3 separate regions of the Pan troglodytes genome follow, and all the other regions are linked to region 2. Evidence: chromatin contacts called from public HiChIP or PLAC-seq data. All regions are on one chromosome and are shown on one strand. Each heading gives the region's core, a stretch centred on a gene start, on an enhancer-like site or on the middle of the called end of the contact. The rest is flanking DNA. Distances are from core to core; before and after follow the strand shown.

What was found. HiChIP or PLAC-seq counts read pairs in DNA pulled down with a chosen protein or histone mark.
Region 1: a contact with region 2 is called in an H3K4me3 HiChIP or PLAC-seq map of stem cell-derived excitatory neurons, with 2.5 times the contacts expected there. The contact joins the promoter of MRPS24 here to the promoter of PSMA2 in region 2. A contact is called at or near these places in 1 of 7 Hi-C or Micro-C datasets (stem cell-derived neural progenitor cells) and 1 of 1 datasets of contacts at active chromatin or transcription factors (stem cell-derived excitatory neurons).
Region 3: an H3K4me3 HiChIP or PLAC-seq map of stem cell-derived excitatory neurons shows a contact between it and region 2, with 4 times the contacts expected there. The contact joins the promoter of STK17A here to the promoter of PSMA2 in region 2. A contact is called at or near these places in 1 of 7 Hi-C or Micro-C datasets (stem cell-derived neural progenitor cells) and 1 of 1 datasets of contacts at active chromatin or transcription factors (stem cell-derived excitatory neurons).

What each region holds. Positions count from the first base shown.
Region 1 is chr6:45,527,000-45,529,699 of NHGRI_mPanTro3-v2.0_pri, forward strand. It overlaps MRPS24 (mitochondrial ribosomal protein S24), which reads left to right and starts at 1,376. Exons shown (of 4, transcript XM_001135905.6): 1 at 1,376-1,482; 2 at 1,563-1,631; 3 at 1,857-1,968. The coding sequence starts at 1,444.
Region 2 is chr6:46,457,967-46,460,666 of NHGRI_mPanTro3-v2.0_pri, forward strand. It overlaps PSMA2 (proteasome 20S subunit alpha 2), which reads left to right and starts at 1,332. Exons shown (of 8, transcript XM_528026.8): 1 at 1,332-1,556. The coding sequence starts at 1,516. MRPL32 (mitochondrial ribosomal protein L32) reads right to left here and starts at 1,291. Exons shown (of 3, transcript XM_528025.7): 1 at 1,158-1,291. The coding sequence starts at 1,287.
Region 3 is chr6:45,813,418-45,816,117 of NHGRI_mPanTro3-v2.0_pri, forward strand. It overlaps STK17A (serine/threonine kinase 17a), which reads right to left and starts at 1,422. Exons shown (of 9, transcript XR_001719209.3): 1 at 993-1,422.

The DNA of each region.
Region 1 (2,700 bases), core at 126-2,625, 930 kb before region 2:
TTATTGAACATTATGAAAACTTTAAAAAATAATTGTCAGTTGAAAAGGATTTCTTAGGAAATGTTGAAAGTTCTTACATTTGCAAAGTATGCATTGGAGGGCACCTCATCCCTGTTCTGTCCCTTTATTCAATATGCATAACAGTTGGGGGCCGCAGTTTCTAAAAAGTAAGAATAAAACATTTCTGGTGAAGTGGACATGGAAGACCTTATCCTTTTATTACGGGTTTTTTGAGAACCCACCTTCATGTAATCAGAGGAATCTTGGTCATGGGAAATGGGCTGGACTGAAGTCAAGAGACTTGTGTCTTGGTCCCTCTTTCCCTCTTCTCAGTGTGGTCATGGGCAACTCATTTCCACCGTTCTTCCATTTCCCCTTCCCATGGATCATAATCCAGTCCTCCCCCTGACAGGAAACCGCAGCAGTATGCAAGTACTGTACCATTAAGGGGAATGATGTAGACCCAGAACGGCCAAAATATTGGCAATTTCACATCACTCAACCAAACACAACCCATCATTGATTAAATATTCTCTTGATCCTAATAGCTTTATAAGGTAGTACCATTATTAAGGCCCATTTTATAGATAATAGAACTGAGTCTTAACTGTACGAAGATTGTTATACATGGGTCTGACTCCAGAGCCCGTGTTTTTTCCATGACCGTGGTGACTTCTAAAATAAAATATCCCGCGTTGCTATTTTTCCGTTTGACATTAATAATTACTGGATACCAATAATAGTGGCGACGCGCTGGTTTCAGCATTACAGGCCCTGCGATATTCTCACGAATCTCCTTGCCCTCCGGCCCCTTCCCCGTACTTAAACTTTTCCTTCCTCAGGGGCCAGTCACCACTGTGGTCACATGTGGCAAACCCATTCTTGCATAACTGCGTAAGTCATCCTTGAAGAATTGGGTGACGTTTTAACCAAAATATGTTTCTTCTTTATTTGTGGATAAAAGTCTGGAGGGTTTTTCTGTTTTGTTTTTCTACGAATATTATTTGGAGGCATAACTAGGACCTGGGGAAACGCTTGGCTCCTCTTCGAGCCCCGAGGATGCACGTTGGGCAGGGCGGGCTCCGGTGGGCCGCACACCCATCACCCGTACTAGCGTGAGGTTGTCGAAGAGAAAATCTCACGTTTCGCATCCTCAAATTTCCGGATCTGAAACCCTATGCAAGCAGCAACCGCGGGAGAGCGAACAGCGGCGGGATGAGCATTCACAAGGCTGAGCATTCACAGGGCTGCGGGGAAGGCGGGAGTAACAGCTGGCAGCATACCGCGGCCCCGCCCCGCAGAGGCCCTGCCGCGGCCCCGCCCCGCAGAGGCCCTGCCCCGCCCCCGCCAGAGTACAGAGTACGAGCTCCGACTTGGTCTCGTCCGCGGTCGTCCCCACCCCTCAGCGCGCTGTGGTACGTCCCACGCTCCGCTTGGCCCAAGATGGCGGCCTCCGTGTGCAGCGGGTTGCTGGGGCCACGGGTGAGTGGGGCGACTCGGCAGGTCCCTGCGAGTCGGAGGTGGGGTCCCTAGTTTCCGCCTCACGCGCCCTCCCTCCACAGGTGCTGTCCTGGAGCCGAGAGCTGCCTTGCGCTTGGCGCGCCCTGCACACCTCCCCGGTCTGCGCCAAGGTGAGCACCGCCGGGGCGGGGGCCTGGGGGCCTGGGGGCCGGGGGCCGGGGAAGCCGTGCGGGCTGAAGGGGGCGTGTCGCTGGGGTCCGAGGCCGGGCTAGGGTCGGGGCTTAGGGATCAGGGGATTGGGGCCGGGGAACAGTGCCAGCTGACTGGGGGGACATGGCGCGAGGTAGGGGTCTGGATCGGGGATCTCGTGGAGTCACGGCCCCTTTTGCTCCTAGAACCGGGCGGCCCGAGTACGCGTAAGCAAGGGGGACAAGGCGGTGACCTACGAGGAGGCACACGCGCCGCACTACATCGCCCACCGTAAAGGCTGGCTGTCGCTGCACACAGGTGAGCGGACCCCAGGCCTCCAAAAGGAGCACTCAATCCGACTGTCATGTAAACAAAATGAACACGTGTCACAGGTTTTCTTTAACTCAGGAAATAATGCTAGGGTCAGAAATCTATGAAACCAACTCAAGGGAGACATAAAAAAGCAGAGATATATATAGATCAGGATGTTGAAACAAATTTGAAGATGGATGCAAAACTGACTTTTTCCATGGCAGGCAGGGACTCAATTGATCCTCCACTGAACAGAAATTATTTGCATGTCTACAGACAAGAATTATTTTGCATTCCTGTCAGTTATCTGTAACTTACAGAGCTGTAAAATAGCTCAGAGTCAAGGAAAGGAGTGAAACCGTTGCAGAATCTGATAACCCTGAACAGTGTGCTCTAAGGAATGCAGTTTTCCACTAAAGCACAAATTTTTCTCTGTAAATATATACAGACAACCCTCGTTATTCATGAATTCCATATTTTCAGATTCTTCTACTGACTAAAATTTATTTGTAAGCCCCAAATCAACACTCTGGGCACTCTCAAGGTCACTCTGAGATGTGGGTAGAGCTGCCACCCCAGGTGCATGTCCTGAGCTGAGGTCGACAAGGCTCTGCCTAGTTTCAGCTCTCATACTGTAAAAGGTGTCCTTTTTATGGTCTAGAATCTTTTTTTTTTTAATTTGCATTTTCATGCTTTTTGTTAGTGATTTTGCTGTTTAAAATGGCCTTGCAATGCTGA
Region 2 (2,700 bases), core at 82-2,581:
AGGCTGCTTAGAAATTGAGTAGAATGTAAATGCCAAAGCAATGACAGTTTCAACATCCAAGATACTTCCAATTAAAATTAATTCCAAGTGAAACATGGGAAACAGAATTCATCTCCTCACAGCTCAAACACCACAGAAAACATGTACTGCGCGGGAGGGAGGGAGGAAGGGAGGAAAGAAGGGAGGGAAGGGAAGGGAAGAGGAGGGGGGAGAGGGGAAGCGGGAGGGGAGGTGAGGGCAGGGCTGGAAAGGAAAGACAGATCCAGAGAGTGGTGAGCCTTGATGCCAAGTGAGACCTGCAGAACTGTCCTCTCAGGACAACTCTGTACAAATCCCTGAACTCCACAGACTTGACCAAACTCTAGCATAGTTTCTAGCAGCATAAGGCTGTATCCTAGGATGACCTCGGCCCCCCCCTTTAAAGTGGCTGCCTGAGAAAGCTCAACGCTGCCTGGAAAATTTCCTATTTATTTTGGCCAACATACCCCGATAGTAGGTCCCGAACTCCCTTAGAGCATTTCCTGGAAAGGGCATATAACTGTAAATACGTATCCCTTGCAACTAACTCGGAAGCTTTTCTTTCAAGGCCCTGAGAGCCATTCCTTCGAAATCTAACCATTAGGAAGGATAGGGCCTTTGTCTCCCAGTCTCTGCGGGAGGATAGAATCCTCCCTAAGACAACTGCGAGCTAGCAGACACAGCCGGCTAATCACATTTGCACTGACTTCACTATACTACACTTCTCTGACTCTACAGAGCCCCTACACTCCCGCCTCGCTCATTCTCCCTTTAAAACGCCCAAAGTCACCTCTGCACAAACTGGGATGGAGCTCAGCTCTTTACCTGCAGTAGTTACTGAATAAAATCTGTTTTCAGCGCTTTACTTACTGGCTGGCTATGATTTATCTTTGACACAAGCTTGGGTTACATTCTGTGTACGAATGGAACAAGCAGAGGATTTTTTTTTTTTTTGCGGTGGAGGGAGCGCAAAAACAGTCGTTCTGTTCTCGCTAATATGGGAATGTCACGAACTACGTCCCCGACATGAGGCCGCGGATCAGACCCGGGGCTGAGGGCGAATTGTGTAAGCTGCGTCTGCTACGCTGCCCGAGGTCCCGTCATCAGCCCCCTCTCCCACGCAGCCCTTCTTTACCTACCCCACGGAGGACTGGGAAAGCCCGGCCGGCTCTGCGGAAGCTTCCGCAGCAGTCGCTCCCAGTAGTTTCGAAGCACTCCCCGGGCCGCAGGCCACGGCGAAACCACCAAGACCAGCATGGCCGGCGCCATTTTCCCTGCTGGAAGACCGCCCCGGTCCCGCCCCTGCTTTCAGCATGCGCACAGGCACAGAATCGGGCAAGCCTCGCTTCTTAGAACTACAACACCCCGCATGCTCTTGGAGCAGCTCTGACTCTCCTCCAATCATAGAGAGTAAAGGAAAGGCGAGGGGCGGGGAAATGAAAGTAAATCGGCCACAGTGCGCATGTGTGCGGCTGTGCTTTGGCTCTTCGGGTAAAGATGGCGGAGCGCGGGTACAGCTTTTCGCTGACTACATTCAGGTATGGAAGGGGCCCTCGAGGTCTTCAGCGTAGTCGAGGTTGCTGGTGCTCTGTCGATTTAGTTTTTCCCATCCTGACGTCGGCATTGGTGCTTCTGGAGGGTCCAGTAGGGAATGGAGGTGGAAATGCGGCTTTGCAAAGTCATTTGCCAGGCCGGCTCGGGATTCCTGGAGCTTCCTTGGTCGGAGGCTGCTGGAGGGTCGGGGGGATGCGGTTTTGCGGGGTTAACATGGGGCTGCGGGACGGTGAGGCACATAGCCAAGGATTCGCTTTCACTTTGGAGACTAGAAAAGAAGGCAGTTTCAGCTTAACCATCTCTGGGTGGCCCGTTCCGAACTCAGGATTTTTTTCCTGGCTCAAGTAGACCTGATGCGGTGGTTTCTGAAACTTGGAATCTTGGTCAAATATGTGGGGTTCCCTTTTCTTGGAAAACTCTCAGCTTTACAGTTAAGTCGGAGTCTTGGTCTCCATTTGGCACTAGTGTCTTTCAAAACCTCCCGCTTTCGGTTTCTTCGATGCACGAATTAGAAACATAAGGACGAAAAACCGAAAGCCCCTATCACTTTTTTGTGAACCCCTAACAACGAGGCAAGTTTGAGTTTTGGTCTTTTTTTGGTGGACTGGGGGGAACGTCGGGGAGGGTGATGTTTACTTTAAACAAGATTGTAGGCTTTTCTATTGTAGAAAAGGGGATTAGAATAATAAGTTTACTTTCCAAAATACAGTTGGGGCGAACCATGGCTCTCAACGTGAGAAAACCATCGCCGAAGACTTTTAAAAATTGACTGGGGAAGTTTTCTGACTTACCCATTTTCTTAAGGATCAGTAATGCCCAGTTTACTTAAAATGTACTCCTGACAACTGAAGGCAGGCGGGATCTAACTTGTTGAGTACTTTGTTAGGTGCAACTTAACCTTAACCTGCTCCATCTCTTTCCACTGCTATAATGAATGTTATCTCAGCTTCTTACAGATGAACTAACCACAGCTTGTACAAATTAAACAACTTGTCTAAGGTCATCGGTGAGTAGCTGAGTTGACATTCAAACTGGGTTTTTTTTCTGATAACAAAAATACACTTTCCATTACATAACGTTGTCTTAAATTCCAAAAGTACTTTTCTCTTGGCAGTTTTCAGTAAGCAG
Region 3 (2,700 bases), core at 172-2,671, 640 kb before region 2:
GACACCTCTGAGGTAGGTACTGTCATCATTATACTGATCTTACGGATGAGGAAAGTGAGGCTGGAGAGTCTAACCCCTCCAAAGGCAAACACAGCAAGAAGGGCACGAATATGAACTCAGGTCTGCCCCCAAAGCCAGAGTATTTAACAACTTCTTCAAACTGTTCTCAAGGAAGAGTCGCCAAACCCCACAAAAATCACTCGATCACCCCTCTTCAGCATACAAAATGTAAAGCATCCCAACAGCCTGCACCTGCAACTTTAGAGACCAAGTTGTAAGCTCTCTCTACTCCCACAAAAAAAGGGTGGGCTAGCGTGGGGTGGGGGGAGAAGGCAAGAATCGGTTCCCAGCAAAGTAAAAAGAGCGAGAAAAGGGCCAAGCGCCCACGAAAGAAACCAATCTAAACTCGAAGCAAAGGGACCTAAATGCTTTAGAACTAAAACGGCAGAAAACCAACCAAGAAAACGAAAATGAATTCAGCAGAAGAGCGACACAAGGTAACAGAGCGCCGGTGCAAAGGAAGCGGTCACAACGGATACTGTATTTTATTAAAACCACACAGGGAGACCAAGAAAGTCGCAAGAGTTGAAGGAAAAATGCAAAGTCGGCTCCACAGACCTCTGGTTTTCAGACCCGCTGCTCGGGGTGAAAGGCAGAGCGCGGTCCGCACCTTCTCTCGTTAAATAGCCATTCGAAACGCCACAGAGGACGAAAGGGCTGAGGAGAGGAAAGTGTCCGTGCCTCCGCCGCCTCCGGGACCGCCATCGAGTTACCACCACTCGCTTGCTGGGCGCGGCGCGTGGAGGGGGCGGTGGTGCGACTCGGCTGCCCTACTCGCCGTCGGCACCCAAGTTTGTGCCAAGTCACAACGCGCGTTATCGGCAGCAGCAACGCCACCTCAGCCTCGCCGCCGCGGCCCCGGCACTTATCGGCGCCCGCGTCCCGCCCCGCGCGTCCGGGAAGGTTCCGCGCCGGGCCCCGCCCGTCCTCACCTGCCCAGCTCCCGGCCCGGGCACAGGCTGTAGCCGTCCTGGAAGGGCTCGGTGCGCACCACGGCGCGTATCTCTGTCAGCAGCCCGCGGGCCTGGGGCGGCGGCGGCGGCCGGCACGGCCCGCTCAGACCCCGGCCTGCCCGGCCCGAGCCTGAGGTGGCGCCTGGGGAGGAGCCGCCGCTGCCTGGCTTCTCCAAAGGGATCATGGTGTTCAGGCCCGCTTCTTTCCTGGCCGCCTGTTCGCTCCGAGCAGCCGGAGGGTCACGGACCCGCCCCCGGCTCCTAGTGCCGGTCCGCGGAGCCTTCAAACACCCGCTCTCCCCAGCGCGGCGCTCGGACTGCGGCAGGCAGACTACCGGTAGCTCGGGCCTGCCCCGCGCCCCGCGACCGGCCCCGCCCCCGTGACCGCCCCGCGCCTGCCCTGCACCCTGCTTCTGGCCCCGGCCAAACCCTCCCCACGTCCGCCCCGCGCCCGACCCCGCCCCAGCCTCACTCCGTGGCCGCCCGCCCCCTCGCTGAGCTCCCGCGGGGTCCTGGGCGCCCGATGCCTCACGCGCGCCCTCTGCAGCTCAGAGGGAGAAGGTGCAGCTTTCGGGACGGCCCGGAGGCTGGAGGCGACTCACAGCACCACCCTTTGGCCAGGACAGCCTACTGCGTTAGCAGAGTTGCGCACCTGTTGAGCGTCTGAGAGTCACAAAAGCTGACCTTCGGTTAATAAAAGGCATTTGAGCTGTAAGCGGGACTTCACGTGGTGAGGAGGGGAGGGGTCTGGAGGCACTTCGGTTAATAAAAGGCATTTGAGCTGTAAGCAGGACTTCACGTGGTGGGGAGGGGTGATGAGATCCTGATCTCCGTACACTGGGAGAGGGGTCTGGAGGCAGAGTTGTATAAATATTATTAACCCTGCACACCAGCCCTATGAAATAGACACTTTATATTGTCTGTAGTCGTCTCTATATTTACTTTCGAGGTCCTCTCATCCGGTCTTACGACTTTAATTACCATCTATATGCTCATGACTACAGAATTTGTATCTCTAGCTTCCAAATATTCCCTGAACTTCAGACTGGTGTATTTGACTATGCATTTGGCATCTCCACTTACATGTCAAATTAGCATCTCAGACTTAACATACACAAAAGTAAGTTGCTGATTGGTCTTCATGAATGCACTCCTACCCAGCTTTCCCCGTCTCAGTTTTCTTCATCTCCTTCCTTCTAGCTGTTCAGGCCAAAAATCTTGGGATGAGCATTGATTCCTCTCCCATGCTCATCTCCAGTTTGTCAGTAAACCCTCTTGTCTTTTCCTTCAAACTAGATGCGGCGTTTGATCACTTCTCTCTATTTCCACCTTACCACCATGGCCTGAGCCATCGTTATCTCTTAATAAGCCACCTGGATTATTGTGATAGTTTACTAACTGGACCACCTGCTTCCATCCTTCTTCCTCCCTAATGCCACATAGTTCATTTTCAAGGCAATGAGAGTGATCTTTTAAAAATCGAAACCAAATCACGCCACTGCTCTACTCAGACTGTCTCAGTGGAGTTTTGCTTCTGGCACTGATATACTAGTTTATTTGTGTTCAATATTCTAAGAAAAAATAGAAAAGTTGACAAAAGTTAAAAATTTCCTCTCCCAGCAAGGACTTGGATGACTGAAATCCTGGAAAGATAGGCAGCTCAGAAAGCCACCACTTTTCCCATGAG